Linked DNA regions of Sus scrofa: region 2 is linked to region 1. The links are chromatin contacts, called in public HiChIP or PLAC-seq maps. All regions are on one chromosome and are shown on one strand. Each heading gives the region's core, a stretch centred on a gene start, on an enhancer-like site or on the middle of the called end of the contact. The rest is flanking DNA. Distances are from core to core; before and after follow the strand shown. Region 1 has its middle 97 kb from the start of DNAH5. Region 2 overlaps TRIO (triple functional domain protein).

What was found. HiChIP or PLAC-seq counts read pairs in DNA pulled down with a chosen protein or histone mark.
Region 2: an H3K27ac HiChIP or PLAC-seq map of alveolar macrophages shows a contact between it and region 1. The contact joins two enhancer-like sites. A contact is called at or near these places in 1 of 47 Hi-C or Micro-C datasets (heart right ventricle) and 1 of 2 datasets of contacts at active chromatin or transcription factors (alveolar macrophages).

What each region holds. Positions count from the first base shown.
Region 1 is chr16:3,459,763-3,466,547 of Sscrofa11.1, reverse strand. No RefSeq gene overlaps it. Among named protein-coding and RNA genes, the nearest start is that of DNAH5, 97 kb to the right of the region's middle. Within about 2 kb of position 3,532, at least 1 of the 83 cell types and tissues checked has an H3K27ac peak or open chromatin away from gene starts, as enhancers often do. A contact at or near this core is called in alveolar macrophages, where this site is marked.
Region 2 is chr16:3,757,660-3,764,444 of Sscrofa11.1, reverse strand. All of the region lies in intron 9 of TRIO (triple functional domain protein), which reads right to left. Among named protein-coding and RNA genes, the nearest start is that of TRIO, 70 kb to the right of the region's middle. Within about 2 kb of position 3,869, at least 11 of the 83 cell types and tissues checked have an H3K27ac peak or open chromatin away from gene starts, as enhancers often do. A contact at or near this core is called in alveolar macrophages, where this site is marked.

The DNA.
Region 1 (6,785 bases), core at 2,283-4,782:
CAATTTTACCTCTAGCCTGGGAACTTCCATATGCTGCAGGTGCGGCCCTAAAAAGACAAAAATAAATAAATAAATAAATAAATAAATAAATAAATAAAATAAAATTTATCATCACAGTTGGCTAAACACACTTGCTCCCTGTTCAGAGCCTATCCTCATGTGGCTGGAGGTGGCGGGAGCATGATGCCCAACATATCTCATTGGAAACGAACAACAGTGACCTCAATGAAGTGCAGCGATTGTACTGTGTTTTCCTGCTTCAACCACTCTTCCATTTAGAGATGACTATTTCATATCTGCTCCCTGTCCTCCGTCTCAGCAGAAGACCTTGCCTCCTATGTCTCAGCGAGAGACTTCCATAGGTTCCCAGCACTGAATCTATCCACCTGCAAGCTGCATCTCTGCTCACACGCTCTCCCTTCCCCCCTCTCCTATGGGTGAAACACCTGGGATCCTGGCAAAGACCACCCCCTGCCTCATGTGAAAGATCTCACCTTTCTCCTCTGTTCAAGGTCATTCTCCAACAGTTCCTTCCCTTCTGTCCTGAATCAACTTTGTCTTTACTTATTCAATCCCATTAACACACACACTTTTCTTGACTTGGCCTAGAACCCCTTCTCTAATTCTCTCATTTTTACAGTACAATTTCCATTTTTGCTATCTTCAATCTCTCTCCTCTTATTTTCTCAGTTTTCCATTGTGCTAACATACACATAAATATACCATCATCACCATTTTACTTTCACCTTTTTTTTTCTACTGTACAGCATGGTGACTCAGTTACACATACATGTACACATTCTATCTTCTCACATTATCCTGCTCCATCATAAGTGACTAGACATAGTTCCCAGTGCTACACAGCAGGATCTCATTGCTAATCCATTCCAAAGGCAATAGTCTGCATCTATTAATCCCAAGCTCCCAACCCGTCCCACTCCCCCGCCCCTGGCAATTGCAAGTCTATTTTCCAAGTCCATGATTTTCTTTTCTGTGGAAAGGTTCGTTTGTGTGTTGTAACCATTTTAAAGTGTATAATTCAGTGGCATCAAGTGCCTTCATAATGTTTGACTACCATCACCAGCCTAGCTCCAGAGCTTTTTCATCACTCTGAATGGAAATCTTACATCCATTTAGCAGTCATTCTCCTTTTCTGCCTCCTCCAAGACCCTCCCAGTCTCTGGCAACCACTGATATGTTTTCTGTCTCTATGGAGTGTTGATACTGGACATTTCACACAATACCTGATCCTTTGTGACTGGCTTCTTTCACTCGCTAGAATGTTGTCAAGACTCATCTATGTTGTAGCAAGTATTAGTACTTCATTCCTTCCCATGGTGGACTAGTATTCCACTGTGTAGATGTGCCACACTTACCCATTCGTCTGGGGAGGGGCACTTGTGTTGTTTCCCCCCTTTCTCTTGAAGCCCTTTCCAACAGGCTCTCGCTGGTCCACCAAAACTGCTCTTGTCAAGAACACCAGTGCTCCCCATGGCCAGGTCTCATGGCTGATTCTCAGTCATATTTGACCTGAACTACCAACTGTGGGCCATCCTGGGTCTGGGACGTCTATAAGGCCAGGGCATGTGTGTGTGCTTTGGTACCTTGCTAGAAATGGGTCTGTTGCCAGTTCATCAGTGTGAGACTTTAGGAGATGAAGCCAAATGAAAGCTGAGCCAGGAGTGGGGGTCAGATGCAGCTTCTGGCTAGAGGGCTTCTGTGAAGGTAGTTGATGCTCATGGTGGTGGAGAGGGCTGGTCAGTTCCAGGGTGGCCTGGGACATAGGCCAGGGATACAGGGTGCCCATGATACAGAGCAGGTGGAGATGGGATTCAGCACCCATGAGCTGACTGTGGCTCTTCCAGAGCTGCCTTTTTTCTTTATTGTGGTCAAATGCACATAACATGAACTTTGTCATTTAAACCATTTAAAATTTGCAGTCCAGTGGCATTAAGTACATTCACAGTGTTGTACAACCATCACCTCCTATCACCCATCTCCAGAACATTCTCCTCTTCCCAATCTCCAAACCCATTACCCATTAATCAAAAGTCCCATTTCCCCTCCCCCTAAACACAGGCAACACCATTCTACTTTCTATTTCTATGAATTTGATATAGGTACCTCATTCAACTCACATATTTTAATATTTGTCCTTTTGTGACTGACTTGTTTCATTTAGTGTAATGTCTTTAAGGTTTGTGTTATCGTTTGTGTCAGAATTTACTCTTTTAAAAAAGGGTGACTAATGTTCCATTGTGTGTGTAGACATTTTGTTTATTCATTGTTTATTCATTCATCTGTCAATGGACACTTAAGTTGCTTCCACCTTTCAGCTAATATGAATAATGCCATGATGAACACAACTCGTGTGTGCAAGTACCTCTCCCAGTTTCAGCACCTGTGCTTACTGTGTGGCTTTGTTGGTTGGGGCGCAAGCTGTGAAAGGATGATGTAAACTTGATATAGGGCCACAGTCTCTTATCCAAAAACGTGGGGTCAGATGTACTTCAGAATTCAGAATTTTTCTTTTGAGTTGAGAAAGATTCAGTTTATATGTGGTATTTTATGTCACATGCAGAGCATCATTCTAAACAGGCTGCAGAGAGCCCCACATCAGTTTCAGGTTTGCTTTTGCAACCCAATCTTTTGGCTACAATTTTATTTCCGATTTTTTAGATGGATTTCAGAACTGTGGACATATATCAAAGTTATCACTTTGTGGAGATAAGAAACCAAAGAAACGTCTTCACTTGTAATCCCAGCTGTTCTCTGGGTGGCTTACCTCTGAAAGCACTTGGGGAAAATTAATTGGTTCAATCAAGGAAGGAAAGTGATTGAATTGAAAGAACCACTTAAGTATTTGGGAATCTGATCAGTCTGGTCAAAGGCCTTGGTCAAAACTTAAGCCAGGAGTTCCCATCGTGGTGCAGCAGAAACAGAAATGAATCCTACTAGGAACCATGAGGTTGTGGGTTTGATCCCTGCCCTCGATCAGTGGGTTAAGTGTTGCCGTGAGCTGTGGTGTAGGTCGCAGACTTGGTTCGGATCCTGCATTCCTGTTGCTGTGGTGTGGGCTGGCAGCTGTAGCTCTGATTTGACCCCTAGACTGGGAACCCCCATATGCCATGGGTACAGCCCTAAAAACCAAAAACCAAAACCAAAACCAAAAAAAAAAAACCCCAAAAAAGCCCCGAAAAACTTAAGCAAGCAGGAGCTGTGAAGAGGAGGAAGTTTTGACAAAAGTGACTGCAAGCAATAAAACAGACCATGTTAATTATTTGAAAATTAAAATGTGGGAGTTCCTGCTGTGGCACAGTGGGTTAAGAATCCAACTGCAGTGGCTCGGGTTGCTATGGAGCACAGGTTTTGTCCCTAGCCTGGCTCATCCAGCATTGCTGCAGATGTGGTATAGGTCACAGCTGTGGCTTGGATTCAAGCCCTGGTCTGGGAACTTCCATATGCTGCCAGTGAGGCCATAAAAAACAAACAACCAACCCCCTCAAGGCCCCACCCCATGCAAAAGAAAATTAAGATACAGAATTGAGGTCAGAAATGTACTCACAGCATTTTTTAAAGGAAGTTAAGCAGAATTTTTTTTTTCCTTTTAGGGCCACACCCACAGCATAAGGAAGTTCCCAGGCTAGGGGTTGAATCTGAGCTGTAGCTGCCAGCCTATGCCACAGCCCATAGCAAGGCCAGACAGATCCTTAATCCACTGAGCAAGGCCAGGGATGGAACCTGAGTCCTCATGGATACTAGTCAGGTTTGTTACCACTGAGCCATGACAGGAACTCCAAAGTTAAGCAGAATTTAATTGTTCTTAGATCAGGTGGGTATGAGGCCTTCAGAAAGTACATTTGTTTTGGATTTAACTACTTAGTTGGGATGGTTATACCATTTTGGAGAACTTATCCTATGTAAAGCTTTATGTTCCATACTTTCAATACATTCTCTTATTTAACCCTTATAAGTCTCCACAGTGTGTAATTTTCTGTCCCCAAGATGGGCTGTGCAATTCGTGGGGCCAAGTGAAAAATAAAAATGTGGGACCCCTTGTTCAAAAAGTATTAATAGGAGTTCCCGTCATGGTTCAGTGGTTAATGAATCTGATTAGGAACCATGAGGTTGTGGGTTTGATCCCTGGCCTTGCTCAGTGGGCTAAGGATCTGGCATTGCTGTGAACTGTGGTGTAGTTTGAAGGCCCGGCTTGGATCCTAAGTTGCTGTGGCTGTGGCGTGGGCCAGTAGCTACAGATCCGATTGGACGCCTAGCCTGGGAACCTCCATATGCCGCAGGTGCGGCCCTAGAGAAGACAAACAACAACAACAACAACAAACTATTAATAATTTCAAGGTGGCCACAGCAGAGCATTAACGCAAGCTCAGGGCCCTCCAAAGGGTGGGCTTCTGTGCACCAGCACAGGCTGGAGACCCTGAGGCTGGGTATACGGTCCTCATTTTTCATATGAGGATACTGAGTCATAGAGGGGCTGTGTCTTGCTTCCAGTCAAACAGCTCTGATGCTGAAGGCTAGAAGACAGGGTGGCCTTATTGGTCATTGTACCCCCAGTTCTGCTCAGTGAGGATTATAGGACCGCAATTAAGACAATTCAGCAAGAGCTAAGGAGTGCCTAGAACTTCTGTAGGTATTGTTAGGAGCACAAGCGAGAACAAGCTCAAATCCGAAAATGGATGCTAATTGTTCATGCTAGTAAATCCCTATAAATATATAGGAGACACTTGTTCTCACTCCCCCACCAGGCTTTGTGGGGGTTTCTTTAATTCCTCTGGGAGGGTAATGTGAGCCTTCTAACTTGTGAAGATTTCTCATTAAACAACTATTTGCCTAATTGGGGTAAATCAGCTAAATGCTAATTAGTATCTTCCAAAGAGTAAAAATAGATCTCTAATCTCTCACGTTATTGCTGAGTACAGAGAGCACCAGGGAACCATGTTTTCAGAGCCTCCGTCTTATTTAATGGTTTACAGATTCCACGCAAAACCCTACATGCCAGTTGCATGGCAGTAGCTGACACGCAGCTGAGACGCTCAAACGTGGTTGATTTCCAGAGGCTGTTGTCATGAGAATCTCAGTCATTCGTGGCTATAATTGTGCTTGTGCAACTCTGATGAAGAATTCCCTCTACAATTATGTGGGCTGGAATCATGCTGGAGAAATTCAAGTGACAGCTGAAGAGAACAAGATGGAATGAGAATGGCCAAAGTTATGACAAATAGTTATGCTCGCCACATATTGAGACTTGGGGACTGGCTTTGGCAGATGGCACATTTGGACTCCTGTGCTCCCCTTCTGGAGGATTCCCGAGAGATGCTTCTGTGACAGCTGATGCTTCCAGCTGACCTCATATCTGAGACTTCTGGCTTCTCTTGCCCAAAATTCAAGTGGTTTTTTGCCTGCTATTGATATGGATGTTCTGGAAATTCTTGTGGATCACTTAGGGTTTTCCAATGAAAGTGGCCTAAATGATGGAGTGGGGATCCATCATCTCCTTCCAACAAGAATGGAGGGAGGAGTTGTTTGGGGTTAGCATCTCAGGGATGTCACCAGGGCCCCCAACTCATCTCATATTTCCACTCTGCCATCCTGGGCATGTTGGCTTTCATCCTCAACTTTGTCCTCTCAAGGTATGACATCATTTCTTCATAAAACTGTGTCTAGGTCCAAGGAAGGGACGTTATTCTAGATTCCCTCCAAAGTAGAGCCTGATATCATTTATAAATGATACACTTTATAAATGATACATTTACAAATGATAAATGTATCATTTATCATTTATTTGGTCCAGAAACTGGGAGGGAGGAACTGGGGACATGAGGCAGAGAAGGAGGAAAAACCAATACAAGGATGTGTCATTGAGCTTCTGCTGTGGGTGCCAGGGGCTAAGTTTTGCTGGGATGTACTGGAAAGTGCCCAGAATATAGCCAGGATTGCCCTCTTGGAAGACTGAGGCTTCTGGAGTCTTCATCCACTGTTCCCATAGCTGGAAGGGCAAAGAATGCCGGTGTGTGAGGTGGCAGGCGTGGCATAGGAGAAGACTCAAAGGCCAAGATGTAAAGAAGCATAGTGTGTGTGCCTGAGGTGGGATGCTGTCAGCTCAGGGTGAGTAGGAGCACTTAAGAATGCCCATCGTTGTGGTGCCAGGCTTGAAATTAATATTCAGTAGTATGTGCTGCTTTGATATCTGAAGCTGGGAGGGCTGGTTCTCCTCCCCACCCTGCTCCCACAGATAAGGTCCACTAGCCAAACAACTCTCCTCATCCTGGGAATAGGTCCTGCTGCTGTTTATCCCTGAGTAAGACTCAGTTTCCTGCCAGACCACGGAGTTATTTGAACAAGACTATCCTATTCTCCCGGGAGAACCATGGGGCACCCCAAACTTTTGATACTACAAATCCTGCTTCCCACAGCCCTGCTTGATGGCTCTGATCCCTAGTGAAGCCCTGTGTCCTGCATCGTATGCTGTGTCCCCTTCCCAGGCATGAGCATACGTGACTATAAATGGCCTTGACCTCATCTTGTCCAGTGTTGGGCGCTCAGCCACCCCCAGAACTCTAGGGTAGGAATTCCTCCCTCACCAATGGTGAGAGGATGAGATAAACAACTGGTAACTAAGAATATCCACTATGGATACAGTTGAAATCACATGAAACCACAGTGGACCAAGGGATGTGCTTGCTGCAGGGAACCATAGGCAGCTGCTACGGAGGGGAAAATGGGGGAATTTTTCCTTTTTGTCTCTTTTGAAAAATCAGGATCAAGGA
Region 2 (6,785 bases), core at 2,620-5,119, 300 kb before region 1:
GGGGAAAAACAGTGGGTTCCGGGGTGGGGGATGGAGCATAATATGCACCACAACATCTTACTGTGCCCCATGTAAGGAGAGGCCAAAGACAGTGTGGACAGGATAGGACGGAGAGGCCAGGCTGGGAAGGCGCATGCTGCCATGTGAGGGACAACCTGAGCATCGGCATAAATGGTGATGGCCACAGAGCCCAATCCACTCAGCAGGAAACCACAAGTTCTAGCTGACACAAGTGAGGAGGGCTAGGTGACAAAGAGCATCTTTATAGCACCTTCCCCCAAAGCACTTACTAATTATGAAGGGGGGACAACTCCCTCTACAAGGGAGAAATCAGGCAGACACACCTTAACCCAGAGGTCAAAGTGAACCCTGTATCAACAGGACATTAAACTACGCCACTTGACGGGCTGGTGTGAGGAGGACATGACAGCCCTCCTGTGACACACCTGCCGAGAACCAGAGCATAATTGTGAGGAAACACCAGACAAATCCAAAGTGAGAAGCATTTTCCAAAATAACTGGCTTGGAATCTTCCAAAATGTTAGGTCCCAGGAGTTAAGGAAGGACCAAGGAGCAGCTCCAGGCTGAAGGACACTAACATGTGACAACTAAACGTCACAGATGATTCCTCACTGGATCCCTTCCCTGCGAAGGACATTGCAGGGCCTGAGGGCCAGTTATCTGATTTTGATGGCGGTGTCATGGTTGTACAGGAAAAGGTCCTTTTTTTTAGGAGATGCTCATTAGAGTCAACAGTTCAAGGGAAAGTAAGTTCTTTGTGCTCTAATTCCAACATGCCTGCAAGTTTAATCAATTTTAGAGCAGGTATTAACATACAGTATGATGGGCATGAGGTGATGTCAGCCACGATGACACTGACGCACACTTACAGGGCAGGTGTGCCCTCATGTCCCAAGCGTGACAACATGGTGGGGACGGAGCAGCCCACCCTGGGCAGGCAGGGGACGGGAGGTGGGGCAGCGTTGATAGGGGATTTAAAAGCGAAAACAAAGCCCAGTGATGGGGGTGGGGGGTGGGGGGGGGCCTGCTCTTCACCACCAGCACAGGCTGACTGCCCCCTGCTCTGCATGTGCCCCATCTTAAGTACCTACTCTGCGTCAGGTCTAGGGGCCTCCCCACACAGGGCCATCCAACCCAAACCACAGCCCCGTTACACATCAGGAGCCTGAAGCAAGGAGGCTGTCATCAGCCTCAGTGGACAAGGCCAGCAGGCGATGAAGCAGGACTCCCCAAGGTCTGACTCAGGACCCGGGCTTACAAGCGCCCAGGGAGTTGTTGCTCAGCATGTGGGTCCCCACAGCAGAGTCTGTGCAGCCCTGTTGCTCACACTGCAAGGCTGACAGTCACCCCCCTCTCCCTGTCTACTTGAAAAACCATCTTCTGAGGACTTTTCGGTACTACCCAAGTCTCATGAGAATGGTCTCAATTCTACTAACGAAGGGCCTTTCAGAACTCTTTCTAGAAATGATGGGAGGGACGTCAAAGAATCCCTTAAGACTAACATGGCCGGACTCAGGAAAGTGCTATGTGTACACTTTCCATCTTCTTTGGAATCGATTATGTGAAATAATTTGAAAAGCACAGTCAGTTCTCAATCTGACTGCAGAACCTGAAAACACAGTTAAAAAACACAGTTTAAGTCTATATACGTTCGCTGTGACCCATCCGGCACCTAAGTGATAACTTAGCAGAGACACTGAACTGCCCACTTCAAGAGCTCTAGAACAACACAATCAGATTTCACAAATGTCCACTCCCTATCCTGTGCAGCCCCAGTATCTACATCCCCTGCGGGGCAGTCTGGCAACCTGCCAGCAGTGACAGGGACAAGAAGCCCTCCACGCAGACTGGCAAACCCCCTCTGAGCCTCCGAGTGACGAGACTGAAAGACTCTCACGTCTGGGGCCTGAGCCTAAGCCCTGTCCTGCTGCCGCCTCGGGGACCGCAGCCTCAGGCTGCAGCCAATTACCCCTCCTTGTGGATGAATGAGGGAGGAGCTTAAACTACCGATGAGAATCACAACAGCGCAGCAGTGAGAGCGGAAGAGTGAAGATGCCATCAACAACAGGAACAAAAATAACAATGACCAGGAGTTTCTGTCGTGGCACAGCAGAAACGAATCTGACTAGGAACCATGAGGTTGCGGGTTCGAACCCTGGCCTTGCTCAGTGGGTTAAGAATCCCGTTTTGCTGTGAGCTGTGGTGTAGGTTGCAGATGTTGCTATGGCTCTGGCGTAGGCTGGTGGCAACAGCTCCGATTAGACCCCTAGCCTGGGAACCTTCACATGCCACAGGTGCGGCCCTAAAAAGACAAAAAAAAAAAAAACAAAACACCCACAAACAAACAAAAAAAAACCAATGACCAGAAGGTGTCAGAGCCCAGGGGGCCTAAGGGGGCACCACGACTAAATGCCACATGATCCTGGATGGGACTCTGGAACAGGGAGAAACTAAGGAGACCTCCACAAAGTATGGGCTTCAGTTAGTCAGTATTAGGTCATTAATCCTAACAATACAGGTTCAAAATTACATTCACATAATACTATGTAATATTGATATCAGATCAATATTAGTTCATTAGTATCACAAGCTATCCTATTAATGAAGGATGTTACTAATAGGGGAAACTGGGCACAGGTATGAAACCCCGCTATCATCTTCACCATTCTTCTGTAAATCCAAAATTTGTCTAAAAACTTCTTAAAAATATATGTGTATATATGCACACACAGATTTTTTAAAAACAGCCCCCAGCTAGGGACCGGTTTCTGAGCATGTTCCCCGGAGGCTGTCCCCAAGTCCTCCCCTCCTAGAGTGGGGCCCAGAGACAGCCCTCGTGGCTGTGGCTTGGGGCCGCTGTCAGCATCCACGTTCCTGCCATACAGGTTCTGCACACATGTGCCCACTAAGGCTCTCTATTCAGCAGAGGCTGCACTGGAAGTGACACGTCTGGGACAGTGGCTCTAGGGAACACAGGCTTCCCTCCCCCAGAGCTATGCCCAGCAGCTCCGAGCAGAGCATCATGGGACCTCAGTGTGGGTGGAGCAGGCAGAGTACCAGGCTTTAGGCTGCACACATACATTTTTAAGAGCAGAATCCGGTTTTCTCAACAACTGTCACTACAGCCATGAAGTTGCTTACTTCTCGTCTTTGGTAAGTGGATCTGCAGGTGACAGTGCCTCCCAACAGCTAAGCATTACACTTCTGAAAGCTTTCTACCTCTTTGCCAGCAGGTAAAGACACTAAGTCAATGTCCCAAAGTAAGAATTGCATTTCTGAATTTCGTGAGACACTGACAGCATTTGCTTTGTCTCACTTCTCATTTTATGCTCGAGGACAACAAGCCAGTACGAAGGGCCTGGTGGCTTCCCCTGGGCACAGCAGTAGGAGCTGGGGGAGTCAGGGTCAGTGGGGCCTCTCTGAAACCCAAGGCCAAAGCCTCCCCATGCGCAGAACCTGCCCTGGCTCCTTTTGCCAGGGACAAAATTGATTTCGTGTGTTCATAAGCAGACTGATGAGGGAGGACCTGTTCTGTGCCCACAGCGGCCCTGTGACTAGGACACCGGGACACAGAGGGGAAGGAACCCGCCCACCAGTCAGGAGAGCCTTAGCCACGGGTCCTCTCAGAAGGGCAAACTGAGTCACAGACTCTGAGACTTCAAGTGGGGAGGGGGTGTTTGGTAAAGGAGTTACAGGAGACCACCAGCCCCTCTCCCTCCCGAGGGTTCTCCCCTGCACAGGGCTCCTGGCCTGTGCAGTGAGGTACTGATCTCTGCAGGGATGATGACGGAGACACTCCAGGGTAGGCCAGGGCGGGAGCCCAAAGAGTTTCCTCTTTTTCTTGAGAAGTAAATTAAAACTTCATAATCGCTAGGACTCAAAAACCACGAGAGCCTCTCAGAAGAGGATCAGACCTTCCTCTCCTACAATCCACAGCAGCTACAGCCTGGGTCTTACCCAAGACAGTCAGAGGCTGTATTCAGAACCTGGTTAAAAAAAAGACAGGGTTTCCTGATCTCAGAAAAGACAAGAAAGGAGGAGAACCCACGTCAGGCCTGAATTTTGAGCACACTGCAAGAGCCCACGTGCTGTGCTCAGGGCATCCTCCTCGCAAAAGATAAATGAGTTCAGGAGCGATGCCAGGGGTTAGAGAACCAGCCTGCTTAGCTTTTGAAAATCTAGAATGAGCGTGTAAGGTCTGCTTTCCTGAAAACCACACTTTTTTGTACTGGAAGACAAGATAATTACATGGCACGTATGAAAAGTTGCTGACAGAAATGGCTTCCTGGAGAACAACTTTGTGACAGGTTATGTCTCTAGAAAATGATCTGAATCCCAAAGGACCAGCTGACAGGAGAGCAGGCCCCCCTGGGAGGATGCTACGTCAGAGGAGTACTGCTCACATGAAAGAAATCTGTGCTCTCGAAACCAGCGTCTTCTTTGAACCAGAGTTTTCTTGGTTTTACTGGCTGCTGTATTCGGTGCTTTCTAAATCTACAAAGGAACATTAACTTGGATGACTACTTAGAAGGTAAAAGAGGAGACAACTGTCAAAGACCATCTTTCTTCCCCACAATCATTTGCAAAAAGTTTCATGTGCAAAGCATTTTTAACTTCTTTTTTAAAACTCCTGCATGAACATCCAATGTGGCAGCAACTGTCATGTCCCAGAAACTCACTAGCAAAGATTCATTCAATAGGATTCATCTACTCACAATCAGTGTACAACATAAAGAAGGAACGGATCTTCAGAGTAGCCTCAAGGATGTTCTTGGCTCTGCCAAACCGTGTGCAAAAATGGTCCAGTGCTTCCTAATGTGGCTGCAGCAGGGTCTGAAACAGCCCAAGACACCCCCTCCCCCGCAGTGAAGTCGGGGGGGCTGCAGAAGTCGCATTAGCTCCACGACATGCCGCCACCAAGTAAACACGAGGCTCTTTTCCGGTTCCTCCTTCTCAGAACACTACAACTGTTACAGAATAACCTATACTTAGTATGTTTTAAATGAATTCAACCGTCCGACTTTCACCACTTCCTTTTTGAATCTCTGTTAATTACTTCATCCTGCCACTTTTGAAGAAGTTGACTTTAAGAAAAATTCATTACATCAATTCAAAATCTCAAAACTGGACACAATTTAGAATTCATTTTACAAAGGATCCTTTAAAATACAACCCCAAGACACACACTAAACCACCTTCAACTTCACTGTGAAAAGGAAATCTTTTCTCCCTAGACCCAAAATCTGTTTGACCTTTGTATGTTTCAGAAAATGAGATAAGCCTCTTTCTTAAGTACTAAAGACGCCTCCGTTCCCATTTTTCAGTGCCTCCAAAGGCCATTCTGTCCAAAAAAATACATAAAGCTAAAATATGACCTTTGCTCTTCCTCCGCCCTAAGACTTGTATTTACTTTGGGCGGAAAGCAGTCAGAGACAGGAGGGTGGAGAAGGAAAGCTGTGGAAAGCATTCACTCCACACCCCCTGCACTTCAGCAGACCGATGTCATCTTCTTCTCTGGGAAGAGCTTGAGAGCTTTCCACAAATGAAGCTATGAACACAAAGTGTAATTTGGCTCGATAGCCAGGCCGCTGTTTGTCTAGATCACATCTATTGCAAGTGGTCTTAGCAAAGCCTAGTGCCTTCCAGAGCCACCTCACAGCCTGGAGCGCTCTATTAAATAGGGTGGGGAGCTACCAATAAGAGTCCATGCTCTCTCTTCAGGTCCTATGGGCCCCTTCCGACCCAACTGTGTTTAACTGTCCCTATTCCGTAGGGCAGTCCCTCTGTGACCGCCTGGGGGACTCTGCAACGGAGGGAACTCAGAACTGGCCAGAAGTGGTCCAGTGATGCTCACATCCCCCTGCCCATGGCTGCATGCCTGGATTCCAGAGCTCCGTCTCCAACCTCTCAACACACACAAGGTGGACATCACGTGTGTGTGGACAGAAAGGATCAGAGACTTTCACTGTGCAGCAAGTGGGGGTGGGGGTTATGTGCATGGGTGGCTGGCCCCAGGTCACAGTCAAGGATGACAGACTGCTGAGTGCTGGCTCTGGGCAAAAGCACCATGCTGCCTGCCTACTGGTTGGAGTTTTATCAGCCACAGTCACATAAAGCTGGACTGCGAGTCAGAGGGGTGTTGGGGAGGCAGAGCAAAGTGGCACAACACTCTTTCAAAACCAACTGGTATCTAAAAAATACAGAAGAATTAAGCGCCATTCTTCAAGAGAGGGGAGAGTATGTAAATATTTCATGCCTGAAGCAAAGAACTAAGAGTAGAGAAGCTGGAGATGCTAGGAAAAGAGGCCAGAACTAAAGGGCCAGGTCCTGGCAGTGGGGCTGGTGGCAGGGGTGGGGTGGTAGAGCAGAAACTGGAGATGAGGGCGCTGCCAGGTTCAAGGTGAAGAGCTCGCTTGGGGTCTGTCCCTGCCACCCCCACCTCATGGCATGTTTGCAAAGGAGAGAGGCCGGCAGAGACGAGAGGCTGGGTGTCTGCTCGGGGCTCCCAGGCCCTGGCCGGTTGGGCCCTCACTCCAGCCTTGTAGGCCAGGTAGCCGCGCTGCTCAGCAGACCCATCTGCCCTACCCAGGCCTGCCTCTAACCACCTCTTCTTTCTTTTTTTTTTTTTGTCTTTTTGCTATTTCTTGGGCCGCTCCCTCGGCATATGGAGTTTCCCAGGCTAGGGGTCTAATCGGAGCTGTAGCTGCCAGCCTATGCCAGAGCCACAGCAACGCGGGATCCGAGCAGCGTCTGCGACCTACACC